2 separate regions of the Mus musculus genome follow, and region 2 is linked to region 1. A link is a contact called in public HiChIP or PLAC-seq data. All regions are on one chromosome and are shown on one strand. The core of a region is the stretch at or near the end of the contact, and the rest is flanking DNA. Distances in the headings are between cores, read along the strand shown.

Region 1 (7,494 bases), core at 3,537-6,036:
ATTCATCCAGCCCAACATATAACATTGAATCTGATGCCCAGCTAGAAAATGGTTAAAACATTTATTTGAGCTTTGTGTACGTTTTCAAAGATGAACTTGGGCAGAAACAGGAGAGACTCTGCCTTAAAGCATGGTGGAAGGCAAACACCATCTCCTCACTGTTTTCTCATCTCCACATGAGCACCATGGTGTGTATGCTTTCGAGTGTGTGCACATGCTCGTGCACACCCACGCTCCCACCCACATGCCAAATCCAAGAAACTCACTTCACTCAAAGGAGGTGTGCAACATTGTTGTTCTGTGCCGAGTGAGAACTTCCAGAAAGCAGAAGTGGAAGGATCTAGTATAGGATAGAGAGAACGCCAGAGCTAGGGACAGCATTAGAATCTTAAAATTATGTGATCATTTCATGACTTGCTTATTATGGTGGCTATGATGAAAATAAGACCTGTGTATTATCTCATTCGCTATGGAAACAGCTGCTACTGCACCTGAGAAGTTTGCTGAGGGCTTGTAGGTCTCAGTCATACAGTCGTAACTCCCTCTTAGCTTTACCATTGTCTGAATCTCCATCAAAAACTTCTTCCTGTTTTGTCTCCTTCTTCCTCATCCCCTTCCCCTCCTCATCTTCCATATCTTAGTCTTCCTCTTCCTTTTCCTTCTCCTTTTCTTCCTTCTCAGTCCCTTCCTCATCTTCCTTCTGTTTCTCCTCCTCCTTTGTAATGTGTCATTGAGGACTGAACCCAGGACCTTGTACATGCTAGGCATTTGCTTGATCAGTCTGCCTCTGCCTTTTTGTTCCTTTGAATTCAATTTTCTTTACTTTTCTTCTTTTATGAACAAGGCAATTTTAAAAAAGATTTATTTACTTATTTTATATGCATTGGCGTTTTGCATATATACAAATGTATGTATATATACCTATATGCAAATATGTGTGTGTGTGTGTGTGTGTGTGAGAGAGAGAGAGAGAGAGAAAGGGAGAGAGAGGGAGAGAGAGGGAGAGAGAGAGTATGTTGCATTCCCTGGAACTGAAGTTACAGACAATTGTGAGCTATCACATGGGTGCTGGGAATTGAACCCAGGTCCTCTGGAAGAGCAGCCAGTGCTCTTAACTGCAGAGCCATCTCTCCAGCCCCTTGAATTCCTTTTTCAAAAGAGAGATTTCTAGTTAGTATTTCCGATTGCCTTGCTGACTGTTGTCATTAGAGGAAGGAACTGGATATGACCATTATGAACCTGTGTATACAGCTCTCATAGGTAATATATGATTCTATTTATTCCTACTTCTCTCTCAGTGAGCACAATATAACTGATCTTAAACTATTGCATAGCTAATTAAGTGCAGTCCCTAAACATTTGTTATTACTGAACAGAATTCTCTTCTAGGGAAAATGTGATCTGCTACCTTCTGTCTCCAAACAGAATGTGTTCTTCCCTCTAGAAGGACTACATGAAAAGGTTTCTTATGTTGAATTCCCTAGGAAGCTGTGAGGGTAGGACTTAGCAGCAGGTACTGTAGTCTATTTGGGATGTGACTCTAGAAGGACCAGGAGAGAAGGGAGCATGCAAATAAGCAGGGTCGAGAAGAAGGAAAGAGAGGGATAAAGGAGAACGTGAGGCAGCTAGCTAACACAGAGTTGGCTCCCTAAGAGATGACTGCTGTGGCTAACTAAGGCTTAACATTGGGCACCACAGTGAGACTAGAAGAGTTTAACACAGTCCCACCTCCCAGTGCAGGAGTTGGAGTGTGTCTAACATCTTCTATGTAAGGCCTACTCTGAAGGGCTTTGCTGCCTGGCACCTGTGGCTTGCCCCTCTGTACCAACCACAGTGGTCTTAGAGTGCAAAGAAGGCAATGACCACAGAAGTCAAAAGGGAGGGTCATGCAGCCAAGTGTCATTGTTAGAAGCCTTAAATCAAGCTTGGGCATGGTAGTAGACTCCTTTAATTCCCACATTTGGGAGGCAGAGGCAGGTCCGTCTCTGTGATTACAAAGTCAACCTGGTCTACATAGTGAATTTCATAGGCAGTCCAGGGATATATAACAAGACCCTGTCTTGACAATGACGACGACGACAACAACAACAACAACAACAGCAACAGCAACGTGTTTCATGGCAGCAATCGTAACTCTAACTGAGAGCAAGAGCTATGTTTTAAAACACAGCAGTGCTGACAAAGACCATCCCTGAGACCCTTCATGAGCTGCCTGAGTAAGAGATATTTCCAGGGAATCTTTTTGATCTTTCTTTTTAATTAATTAATCAATCGATTTATTTATATATTTATTTAATTTCATCACAGGGGCTCACTATCACAGAATAGCCCCAGGCTATTTTGGAGCTCACTTTGTAGCCCAAGATAGTCTTGAATTCAGTTATCTGACATCCTCAGCATCCAAAAGATTGGGATTATGGGGGTGTGCCACCAGGGAGGATTGGCAGTATTGTGCACTGTAAGGATAACTGGAGAACTGGATATTATTTAGGAGTTAGAAACTACATAGGGTGACCCGACCTACACATTGGGAGTATTTTCCAGAAGCGGCTGTACGGGCTTTTCATGACCTTTAACGCAGATATTTAAGATGAGCGGGCAGGAAGTGCTTATTTGCAGAGGGAGGGTACATTTCTCCTAAAAACAAAATTCTGGAGATCCTCATAATTAAACAAAGAGGAGAATGTGCCAGACAGAAGTGGGTGGGGATATTTCCTCTTTGTGGTTGTGATGCATTCAAGATTCCTATCCTAAAAAGAGGCTTTTGAACTTCCGCAAGATAAGGGGCAATTTCAGGACACTGTGTAGGTGCCACCAGTAGGTAAGGGTCCCAGCGGACCCCTAGTTGGTGGCCACGTGTTGCCAGGATCCCAGGCGCGATTGCGGGACCCGTGCAATCTTGGCGGGACCCGCGCGGGTATGCGCCCTGCTAGTGCTCCCTGGTCCTCCCTCTTGGAGCCTCTTGAGCCATTGTCCTTGCCCTTCCCTGTGGATCCTTTATTACTTTGCTACATTTTCCAGTAGTTGCTTCTACCTAACTCTGTCCCCCCCCCCCCCCCCCGACATTCCAGACCCAGCAGGGTCCTCAACTTAAGAAACTGCTTTTAAAGGAACTAATGGATTGAGTGTGCTCTGCTTGCCTTTTGGCAGAGGGCAGTCCAGCATTCGGGTGGGAACCGGCACCTAGCAAGGTTGGAGGACCGACCTTGGAGAGCGCATCTCTGTTTCTGGGATGTTATTGTCTAGGTTTCTTTGGGCCAGCAAACCTTGAGCGCTAATTCGGAGGAAGTTGGTTACAAAGTTTCAGACAGCTAGCGGAGTGCGCGCTCTGGCAGTCTGACAGAGGAACACTGGGCCCAGTGCAGACCCCAGGAGATCAGAACGGAAGCCCTCTCACAGAGTCTTTGTTCTCCCCTAGGGGAGAGACTTGGCAAGCACTGGAAGGGTGCTTGTTATGATCCACACCCATGACATTCCAGACCCAGCAAGGTTCCCTTCCTACCCCCTCTTCGCATCTTTAATCCTAGCCAGGAATACAGCTCCCTATGCCCCCTTTCACCCCATCTCTTTACCCTCACATTTAACAACTCATTGGGTCTTCCCTGTCTAGATTTGGAGAAAGAGTATATAAGGTGCGTGGACACCAGCAGGAGGTTGAATATTTGCTTTGGAATGTTTGAGTGTTTTTTTTTAAACCCCCTTTGCCCTGAAGACTGAATATAAAAGGCTGCGTGTCCCTCTACCTTCTCCCACCTTCCTGCTTTTCTTCTATTCTGGTGAGATCTAGAAAGGAAATTGGTGCAGCTTTGAGTTCCTGGGGTGGGGGGAAACCATGTTGGGATGAGAGCTGAATGCTGCGGTGTAAAGTGGGGACCCCAGTTCTGGAACTGATGGATGATTTTCAGAAGGCTCTAAGAAAGACTGAGAGACTCCCAGACAAGGAAGACACCTGGCTTGCCCAGGACCAGAAGGTGGGGGAGGGAAGAGGATGGGGAGTTAGAAGTGAAGGAGGAAGACCCTGTAGCTGTGAAAGGAAGGGAACTAGGAAGGAACAGTAGGTTTGGGAAGGAGCCATGTTAACCTGAGAGTCTTGTTAATATAGTTGGAGATAAGAGGAAGTTCTCTGAGGTTTGAGCCGGTGGTCTCTGTTCAGGCCCCCCCCCACCCCCCATGAGTGGCATAGTACCAGCAGCAACAGGTAACCTACAAGGGCAAGGTGTAGGTCCCTGTGGGATACTTAGTGGCCTCTGCCATGCAGATTTGAGGGTTTTCCCCTAGGGTCCTGTGTGGGCACTGATGAGGGAGGGAGAAGAGACTTTTCCATCACTTAGAACTTCTTTGAATTCTTCCAGGCTGTTGGTTGGAAGAGGGTACATAGGATGGAGGGTCATGGATGGAGAGGCATCTGTGAGCCCTACCTATGATTGTACCTCTTACCTTAAAGGGTTGACTGGCTCCTTCATATTACATCTCTTGGGATGCTGAGAAATGGCAGAAACTCATTGCCAAAGTGAACCGCTCCTCTCCCTGATTGGCAGGGAAAGTGCAAACAAAGAGGTGCATCTCCCGGAAACAATGAGTTTGGAGATTTCCCCGGGCGTGAGAGCGCGGACTGGAAGCTGGGTGTTCAAAGGGTGTGAGAAGGGACCAAGACCCGCATCTTCTGGGCAAAGTTTTCGGGGAGATGGAAGGAGAGAGGGTCGGGACTGAGTTGCTGGTCTTGGGGACAGAGCAGCCGGAGCTGCGCACCAAGGCTTAGAGTCGGGCGGGAGATGCGGGGAGAGGGAGGGGGCGGGGAGGGAGGGGAGGGAGAGAGGAGGAAGGGGTGAGAGGGAGAAACCTGCCGCGGCTCTCCGCCTCTTTGTCTGCTCTGGGACTTGGAACAAAAGGGGAAACTCTGATGAACTCCTTCTCCAGCTCCCTGGACGCCCGAGTATCTCTTTCTCGCAACTTTGTCAACGCGACTTTCTCCGCTGTCAGGCTGCGCAAAAGTATCCTAGCGCCTCGCAGGCTGCAACAATGGAAACAATGTCCCTTCAAAGTGCGACGAAGTGGAGGGAGAAGGTGAGTGACTTGTCCTGTTTGTCCTGCTTCCCTCAGGTCCCCCTGCTCCCAGCCCTTCCGAGGGCAAAGTCATAGATCTAGCAGCCAAGTTTGACTGTTTCTTTCTGTTTCTTGTCTTTTATTATTATTTTTTAATTGTATCTCTTTTCCCGGTTCTCCTTTTCTTTTGTTCTTTTAAACTCTCGCACAGATTGTTTTGTTTATTTTAAACGCCTTCATCTCTTGTGCTTCTTCTTTAGGGGTGGTGAGGGGCTAAGAAGAAGGGCATCCAAACTGGATACTGCCTCGCTTTTCCCCGGTTGTGTGTAGATTGGAGGAAAACGTTCTGATAAGAATGGGAATTAGATCAGGCTCACCCACACATAAGCTCTGACTTTGGTCACAAAAAAAGAAAGATGCAGAGGTGGGGGTCATTTCCTCACGCGTTTTCAAACTTCACTGTCTCTGGAGCGCTCTGGAGACACGAAGCGTGCAACAATAGAATGTAGACAGGGTTTGGGTGGTAAGGGAGTTCCAGCAAATTAATAGGAGTCCGGGAAGTTTTTGGGGGCTGGGGTCCAGTTGAGGAAGCCACAGGTTCCAGACTGTCAAGAGCTGCGCAGATGAAGCTGATGGGGCCTGGACCATTAGTTAAGAGTCCGCTCCCCTCACCTCCGTGGTTTGGTTCAGTTTAATGACCCACCCAGAATGACCTATTGCTGTCCTCGTCGGGATCCATCCTCTCTTAGGTGTTGGCGACCCCCGGGCCTATCTCAGCCAGTCTGAATAGGAAGGGAACCACGAGCCTGCCGAGCTCCCCTGACCTAGCCCTCCGCCCCGCCTTTTGTGTTTTAACCTTTTGTTTCTATCGGCCACACCCGCCCAAAAGAGCGGCGGCTTTTCGTCTCTGTTCAGCGGGGAAGCAGCGAGGTTCCCTCCAGATAGCGGTGAAGGGCGGCTTCCTAACTTTGTTTCCCAAGTCCCCTAACTTCGGAATGCTTCTGCATTGGTTCTTGCTCAGTAAGTCAATATCTTCACTTTATATGAACTATCTTTTGCTGTTTTTCTACTTCGTTCCAAAAGTTGTTTATCTCTACCAGCCACTTGCGTTCATTAAACAACAACAACAAAAAAAGATAACTTAGAGATCTAAGTTAGGGTCCAAAGGACAGAGGTTGGCTTTATCTGTCGGATGCCTTTAAATATGACTTTATCTTGATTCTGCAACACAAAACCCGGCTCATGGTCTTCAGGTATGTTTGTGGGCTCCGTCCAAATACCAAGGTAATTTATCACCTTCTCCACCCTCTTCTGTGTTTCCAAATGCTGGAGGTGTTCTTCAAGCTCCTGGAGACACTTTTTAACAAGACAAGTCAAACACAGAACTCATCCTACTGCGGGTGACTCTAGGAAGCATCCAAACAATGCATTAACTTCTGAGAGTTAGCATTCTGCAAGGTGCCAGAGCCGGGGAGCTTTGAATCTTTATGTCAAAGACTGAAAGGAATTAAGACGACAGTTATTCTTTTAGGGAGGGAGTGTATAGACTGTCCCGACAACTAACCTTAATACATTCTAATTGTATAGGTGTCATACCAGCGACTCCAAGAGTCATGTCACCCACTTAGCAGGAGTACTTCTACTGAAATGCCTTCGAATTTCTCTTACTGGATATATACCTACCAGCCGCTAGCATGAAGATGCCAGGACCGCTGCAAGTTAGCACTGGACAAAGTAGCATCAACTTCTTCATTTAGAGTTTCTTCAGTTAAATTGCTGGGATTTTCGACAAGGCTTTCCTTATGTGGATTATTGGAGTGTGATGCCCGAGAATTCTCTACTTGTAGAAGGTATGTTTCTTAGACACCCACGAGCACTTCCTTTTGGGCCTGATACTTAATGCCACTGGAGATCTGTCTCCTTGTTTTGAGTTGTTGCCCGCCTAAAGTGACTTAAGACTTTATGTTTCCTTCTTGGGGACTGTGTTTTGTAGATAGTTTCTGAAGTGGAATGATAATTTGGGAGTATCTGATGAAAGTTTATTGATTTTTTTTTACCACGTATTCATCAATATCTGCACGTATAATGAATGTTGATTTATGTAGAGTTATATATGTTTTATGTCAGTAATGAGTCCAATATGTTCAACAGGCCATACCTTATTTTATTTGTGGCTGATTTTCTCCTTAGATACCACCGTGAATATTTTATTTTAACAGAACAGGCTTGCATTATGTTGTTGTTGTCGTTATTATTATTATTATGCATCTTGACAGTTCATTTTGTTAACAAAATCCAGAAGTGACCCCCAAATACATACATTTCTAATGGTAGACTGTCAATACAAAGTGTAGTGGGTTCTCTTAGAATGGAAGCTTTGGCCTTGCCATAACCAAAGGACACGAGGGAGGATTCGATTAACCTTCATGGCAGATACCCAAGAGTTCTTAT
Region 2 (7,494 bases), core at 1,735-4,234, 950 kb before region 1:
TCCGACAGTTAGGCTTTCATTTAGTGGTCTCTAAGTCTCTCCATCCATGTCTGTTTCTAGTGACAAGGCTTGCCATTGGACTGAAGATGTTTCTGAGGTATTTAACAATCGTTGTTATGATTTGCTTTCATAGAAGAGCAGTGTCCAGTGTAAGATAGCTTCTCCTGTATCCCAGTTCCAGCAATGCTGGGTCTGGCCCGGCTCTTTGTGTGCTGCAGGCCAGCACTTAGCAGATGCCCTGTGTCCCCAGCCCCAGAGCAGCACTCAACGCACCCTTCAGCTTCTGGCTTTGTTTTGTTTAATTTGTTTTCTGTTGCTGTCTTGGTAACCTTATAAGGTGTCTCCATTTTGATAGCTTTTAGCTGTGATTTAAAAAGTCATTCTCTGAAGAACTATTGGCTGATGGTAATTTGAGTAAAATTGACAATGAGTAATTCAAGGGCACGGGCAGACCACTGTCATATCTTCTGCTTTCCACGTGAGAGCTGAATTGTTAGCAGACAGAAATGAAGGCCTGAACTCTGAGGGTGTCCTAGAGAAATATGTTGTGATTTCATAAAACTTTGTGAAATTATTGAAAAAGAGTGAAGGTGGTGTACAGACCTCATCAGTTTAAGGCACAGATCCTCGAGTGGGTGAGCTTGAAGCTTACCCGTCACAGCTCACTGTAGCCTCTTGTGACTTAGGCCAGGTGTGAGGCAGGTGCAGGCTGCAGTGATGAAGGCTGAGATCCCCTCCGCAATAAGGAAAAAGCTTTTTGCAGTTTTCAGTGATGAACCCCCCCATTGTCACATACATAAATATTGTTTTGAATACATGCTTTAATATTTTTGAAATGTAAATACCTTTATGAATGCAGTTAATGTTTATATAGTCATGTAATAATTTAATTAATAATAAAAACATTTTTTTGGCACATGTATGATAAAAACATTGTAAAAGGAATAAAATTATTTTTTCAAAATTGTGTATAGAAATGTGTGCATTACTTATAACAATTATGACTATATGGTTATATAATTGTAATGAATTAGTGTTGGAATTTGAAAACTAGTATTGTGACCCAGCAGTGACTGGCTCAGAGGTGTTTTAGAACTCAGTCAATAAAGCTTTCTCAGCTCTTTGAAGAGAGGGGTTCAACCCAGTGGAACTTCAGTAAACACAAACATGAGGTTCGACAATACATGTAAGAGTGTGTAGTTAAGGGGCTGGTGAGATGGCTCAGTGGGTAAGAGCACCCGACTGCTCTTCCGAAGGTCCAAAGTTCAAATCCCAGCAACCACATGGTGGCTCACAACTATCCGTAACGAGATCTGACTCCCTCTTCTGGAGTGTCTGAAGTCAGCTACAGTGTACTTACATATAACCAATAAATAAATCTAAAAAAAAAAAAAAAGAGTGTGTAGTTAATACATTGATTGAATGTAAGTTATGTAAGTTAAAGACTGATAGCTTGACTTGCCTCATCTGCTGTGCCTTCCTCGTATGCATTCAAGGTGTTTCTGGACGCCTTCGTGCAATTACAGAGCAACCCAAAAGATGGCACTATTGACCTGCGTTAGCATTTTCATTTGCTTTTTTTTTTTTTTTTTTTTTTGGATGGGAAAAAAAAGTGTTGGATGTCTTATCTGCAAATGTCTTAAATTGAGGTTATATTTTTTACATTTAATTTTCTGTTTTGTAAATGGATCCTTAATTCATGTAAGGCTTGCTGGGACCTGATTTCATTTTTATTTTGAAATGGTTTGGAAATTTGGTTATTTAACAATCATGTTGTAGATATAAACTATATAATCCAATATAATTAATGATAAAACCTTGTCTTAATGTGACAGCTAATGTTTCATAGGAGACATAGTTGCTGTTGTATAGCCAAAACCATTAATTTTTTGAAGTCTCTAAACCAGTCCAGTGATTAAAACATAGCAGGCATAAATAAACAATTTGTGTGGCTTTCAGGTCACACCACTCTGGCTTATCCATTTTGGAAAGTCATTTTATATTAACAGGACTTTTGAAAATTTAGTAAAACCTTTCACTGTTTCTGTGTCCTCTGGCTGTAATGTGATAGAAGGAGAATCTAGGGTCTATGAATAGCTTTTCTAGGTGAGAAATACAAAATTAGATAATGTGCCTCTGGCTTGATGGCAGGCTGCTTTCAACAGCAGCATGTGTTTGTATCCATCATCATGCAGTTGAACCCCTTCCGAAGTCATCTTGAAAAAAGATTTATTTTATATTTAATTGTGTGTAGGTGTATGCACATGTGAGTGTGTGTATCGTGTCAGTCTGTGCACAACATGTGTGCTGGTGACTGCAGATGTCAAAGGCATCAGATACCCTGGAGCTGGAGTTATGAACCTGCCTGATGTGAATGCTGGGACCCCAGCCCAGGTTCCCTGCAAGAGCAGTGTATGCTTTTAAATGCTGAGCCGTTTCGCCAGCCGCAGATACTCAAAGGTGACCCAAGTGTGATGGTACAAGTAGGACGGTCTTATGTCCAGTCAAAGGTATCTGTGGCTGTTTCCCGCTTGTACACTTGCCAGGGATTTTTACTGGAAGTAAGAAAGCACAGACTACTTATCCAGCTTTTTTGTGAGATGAGTGGCCCTTGTTTTGGGACCAAGGTCAGAAGTACAGGACCTTTCGGGTTGTCCTTTACTGCCCTTTATTGGAGTGGGGAAATTGTTTTGAATCTGCATCAATTTTATGTTTCAGCTTTTATGTATTTCTCCCCAAATTACTTTTTTACAAAAAGGTTAGTATGCCTTAAAAATGAAGATTTTTGCACCTTATTCCATTAGACCCCATTCTTACCTCCCTGACAGGACAGTCTCACTCACCACCTGTGTGTAGTTTCAGGAGTGACAACGCCTCTGCAGCGAGACGTTTGTTTTTATGCTCATGGTGACAGATGTACAGTCCCTGTGAATCTTCACTCTTCTTGCCGCCTCTGTTGATGCCAGTAATGTGATGCACATGTGATGTGCCTGAATTGCTTAGCAGTGCGCGGTTAAGGGAGAGGTTGGTTCCTCAGCAGCAGCTCCAGTGGGCACTGACTGACAGCCATCTCGACGTTCTCTAGGATTTGACAGTGGCCTTGTGAGTGGAGAACAGTCTGAGAAGTTAAGGGGTTGCATTCTGAGGTGGCTGCTTTGGAGGACTTGCTTGGGACTGCCTGCCTGCCTGCTGCATGAGCAGTGCTGTCCTTAGGGTGACTCTAGCTCATTCCTCTCTTCTTGGAGATGGGAAACTCTGTGGACTTGGTAGATAACAAAGGGTAGTTCCTGCATGACTCTTGTAGGGAAAATAGAAAACAACAACAACAAAATGCACTGTTTTTTTTTTTTTTAAACCTTTATTCCTAGACAAATGGACAATATCAGCTAATGTTTAAAACATGTGTTTACAAATTTCTTCCACCCATCTCAAGCCCTATGCCCAGGCTGTCTGGATTCAAGTTTGTATCTCAGGGTAGGAGTGGAAGTTATCAAAGGTGGTAGTAGACTGGCAACATTTCCTCAAGTAATCCAATCAAACAACATTATATATTTGTTGTGATTAAAAGATGTGCTGTGCAGATTCTTGCCTGGCTTGCTTCTGTAGCTGTCTCATAATAATGTGTTAATTTATGCTGATGGTCTTACCTCGTGACCCTTCTGTGTGGCATAGATATGTTAATATGTTCTAGCTTTTTAATTTCCATCATCCCTGTTGCTTGAATCTGCTTGTTAGTGCCCACTACCATTTATACTAGTCTGTGTCAAGGCCTGGCAGAGGACAAGAAAAATGTATCTCAGAATCAATTTCTTTAAGCATGCATTAGTAATGGAAGAAATTATAAGATAGACATAATTTTAATAAGACAGTTATGTCTGAACATTCATTGCAAATAGTAAGTACTCTTACTACCGCCAGCTCATAATTAAGAAAGGGAGTCGGGTCATTGGCTGTATTAAGCAAAGGCTTATGAACATCTTTTGATATTATTTTAATGTCAGTGAGAAAGTATCACAAGACAGAAAAGTAGGTATCACAGGCAGTTCTAAAGAAGCTAGCACCTTGATTATACCTATGTTTCTATTCCTTAACTGGAGAGTCATGTACTTAAATATTGCACAATATATGGTGGAGAAATTGAGGACTTTATGTAGAGAAAGGGCAAATCTGATCAAAGTTTAAATATTTAGATCTGTTACAGTGAAAATTCCATAGGGGAAATTTATAGACCTTATATACAATTTTTTATTTTGTCAACAGAATATTTTTATCTTTATTATAGAAAATATACTTAGGGTATTTCCTCCTTATATTTAGCCTTTTATATGGTAGGGACAGTAACTACTTTAGTTCTGTCTTAAAACTGTTTCTTCTCTAGCCTTTGATTAACTATTACTCTTAAGGATGCTGATAAATTTAGACACTGATAAAACCTGGGGAATGCTGTCATAACAATGACGCCGGCTTCTCTAGACCTGTGATTCTTCATGTTGAGGATGGTTGCTGTAATGACTAGTAAATGACTGCCAGGCATTAGCTATTATGCTTTAATGAAGAAACTTCCCATCTATGATGTTTTAAATTCCAGTACTTTACATGTACTCGCAATACTAATGAAATTTGAATCAGACACGTATTTAATCGGTTTGGACGTATTTAGATGTCTTTTAGTTGTATGTGTTTCACTCCTGTGTATCTTTGTCTGTGGTGAGTGTGCATTAGGAAGTGAGGCAAACTCTGATGGCTTCTTTGGGTAGTCAGTGAGTCAGATGAGAAATGTGGGATTAGGTGTCAGAGGATATGGGGGTCTTGTTCCAAAAATGGTTGGTAGTCAGTGAGCTTCCTCATCTTTTCTCAGGTTTTTAATTCTCACAAATGAATCATGTTGACTATGGCAGAAGTGAGAGGCCCGGTGATGGCTCTTCCCACGCAGTGTGTAACTTTGCCTGAGGTGAAGCACTTGATTAGAACTGTCAAGTGTGAAGCTCTATTGGAATCTTCTTCTTCCCTCGCCTGCCCTGGCCCACGCAGACCCCAGTCAGGTCATTCCTTAGCAGCGCTGTGGCCTCCATCCTCTCTTTCCCACTCCTAGACCACACTGCCCTTGTTTATGCTTTGCTTCTTACTAGGACGAGCCCGAGTAAGGGCCAGTCTTCTTCTTTTGTGTTCCCAGCACAGACCATACTTTTCCTTACAATAAGCACTTGATTAGGATTTTAATGGCTTATATTAATATTCATGCCATTTAATGGGGAGCAAACAGAGCTTGTTATATAAGTGTTTTCTTCTTCTTTTTGTGCTCTTCTTGTTTGTTGTTAGGTACAGGACAAGGAATGACTTGGTATAATGCCTGAGCAAATGCAGTTTAGCGTGTTTGTAGTTTGTAGTTAGCTCTTAAGTTTTTGAGACCCTTTCTTTGAACAAACAAGTAAAATGGCTTTGTAGTCCTTTTCAGATGTTGTGATTCATGGGCTGTGTAAGGCTAGACTTCATGCTCACAGTGACTCAGTAAAAAGGCACATAGTTCTTCGTTACTTTTCTCTGTTGCTTCTTTTCATCTTCTGTACTTACTCCTTGTGGCGTCTGGCCAGTGTTGGGCATTTCTTTCAGACTTGTCATTCCTTCTGTACCGGCCAAGCAAATGCTTTTGCTCTGGTCAGGAACATTTCTAGTGAGTTAGGTTTTATTATTGGTACAGTCATGGACCACCTGATCAATCCCTGTGTGTCACAGTAATGAGTGTTTACCGCCAGCCACCAGATTGTTTGGCTTGGGACTCTGATGTTTTAATCCTCCTGATGGTTTTCAGTGTGGACATTTTTTTTTTTCTTTCTGAATGTAAAACTAACCACCAAATACATTCTTCAGCCACAGCTGTTTTTATGTGGCTCAAGTTCTAGAAAGAGTGATATATTGAACTTAAATACGTATGTAGGTGAGAGGGGGGAAATGCACAAACATAGTGTTAGATTGTGCAGGAATGGCCAACTTACCCTGTGGCCTTAGTGACACCATCTTATCTTCCCAAACCACAAGTTATTCATAAATAAGATGAACACATGACGTCCAGTGTGCTCAGACTCTTTATAGATTCATTTATTCACTAGATATATGTGCATCACAGGCCTGTTATGCTGTGTATTCAACCAAGGAGACAGATCTGCCCTCACCCTTGCAAGAAGACTTCTATTTCCCTTCTCTCTGTCCACCTGCCCTTCTCTCTTGCTTGCTTATCTGGTCAGTGGGTAGATAATGAGGAAATGAAGCAATGTGGAATGATTAATTACAAATTTACAGACTCTGTCTGCTCTTATGTACAAAATGGATTGATGACTTTTCGTGTGCATAAATGGTCTATAAAGACAGTGGCTTATATTTGCTTTAATGTTTTTAAAATGAAGTGGATTATCTGGTAGTGGTAAACTAATTAGGTGCTTTTTAAAGTGAGAAGATGAAAGGCTTAGCTGTTTAAGTTTAGGTCTAGTATATATAAAACAGGAAAAAGATTTATTCTTGACATTGAAAAGCAACTTTAAAAAAAAGCATGGGAACTGGGTAGTTATTCATACAGTTGTGGATAATGAAGATCAGAAGTAATTTTATTTTGGGGGGAAAATCATCTTTGGTATAAGTCAGGCCTCCTATTTTGAACATTTTACCCTTATTCTGGAGAATTGAAATTTATTATGTTGCAAATGGGAAAATTAATTTGAATGGAGTTAATACAAATGAAAGGAATAAAATACCAGTTAATTGAGAAATAGGCTAAGGTCTTCAAACTGAGAACACGTTTCTTTCGTGTATTCAAGGTCTAGAAGGAAGTCTGAGTCTGTGCAGGTTAGCTCACTAGCACTTAACTGTGTTGGCAGAAGCCAGGTTGGCGTCCAACAATTTATTTCTCTGACTTCTCCGAAGATACTGATGAAAGCAACTAAATTTATTGGTTATTAGGTGGCAAGAGTAAGTTCAATTTTCTCTATACTTGTGACAATTAGAGGTTGGTTCTAGCATATCTAATGCTCGAGTTTCAAGGCTACCTCTATTTGAGAGCTGTTTGGGGGAGATAACCTTGTACCACATCCATTTTAATGAGTGCATTACTCTTACCACCTGCTGAAGCCGACTCGGAGTGACTACTGACCTGAAGTGAATGCCTGTGTTCAATATTAATATGGCATGTCTGAATCCAGACAGCAATCTTTCATTCTGACATGCACATAGTCAAAGTAAATTAATGTTTAAAACCTGAACACTCTAAGTTCAGCCAGTGTGTGCGTTCCATAATAATCCTTCAGACGCAGTTTACATAGAAATGTTGAGTGCTTTCTAATACTTTATTTATCATACACATGGGCCTGTACTGCTGCATTTGTAATGAGGTTCATTCTCCTGCTGTTGCGAGTCACATGTTTTGCATTGGTAACAAAAGTAATTTCCTTGTTTTTAGATTTATTTATTTTAGGTAAAGTTAATATTTTAAAAACGTATACACAT

What was found. HiChIP or PLAC-seq counts read pairs in DNA pulled down with a chosen protein or histone mark.
Region 2: an H3K27ac HiChIP or PLAC-seq map of large pre-B cells shows a contact between it and region 1, with 10 times the contacts expected there. The contact joins the enhancer-like site here to the promoter of 2610307P16Rik in region 1. A contact is called at or near these places in 2 of 15 datasets of contacts at CTCF or cohesin (the NIH/3T3 cell line and large pre-B cells), 14 of 484 Hi-C or Micro-C datasets (B cells, Sertoli cells, adipose-derived mesenchymal stem cells and 8 more), 9 of 115 datasets of contacts at active chromatin or transcription factors (astrocytes, craniofacial prominence, embryonic forebrain and 6 more) and 1 of 9 other capture datasets (embryonic stem cells).

The regions. Positions count from the first base shown.
Region 1 is chr13:28,882,714-28,890,207 of GRCm38.p6, reverse strand. 2610307P16Rik (RIKEN cDNA 2610307P16 gene) reads left to right here and starts at 4,786. Exons shown (of 8, transcript NR_045054.1): 1 at 4,786-5,064; 2 at 6,631-6,893. Gm34639 (a long non-coding RNA gene) reads left to right here. Exons shown (of 5, transcript XR_382148.2): 5 at 1-654.
Region 2 is chr13:29,829,426-29,836,919 of GRCm38.p6, reverse strand. All of the region lies in intron 4 of Cdkal1 (CDK5 regulatory subunit associated protein 1-like 1), which reads left to right. Among named protein-coding and RNA genes, the nearest start is that of Cdkal1, 22 kb to the left of the region's middle. Within about 2 kb of position 2,984, at least 8 of the 459 cell types and tissues checked have an H3K27ac peak or open chromatin away from gene starts, as enhancers often do.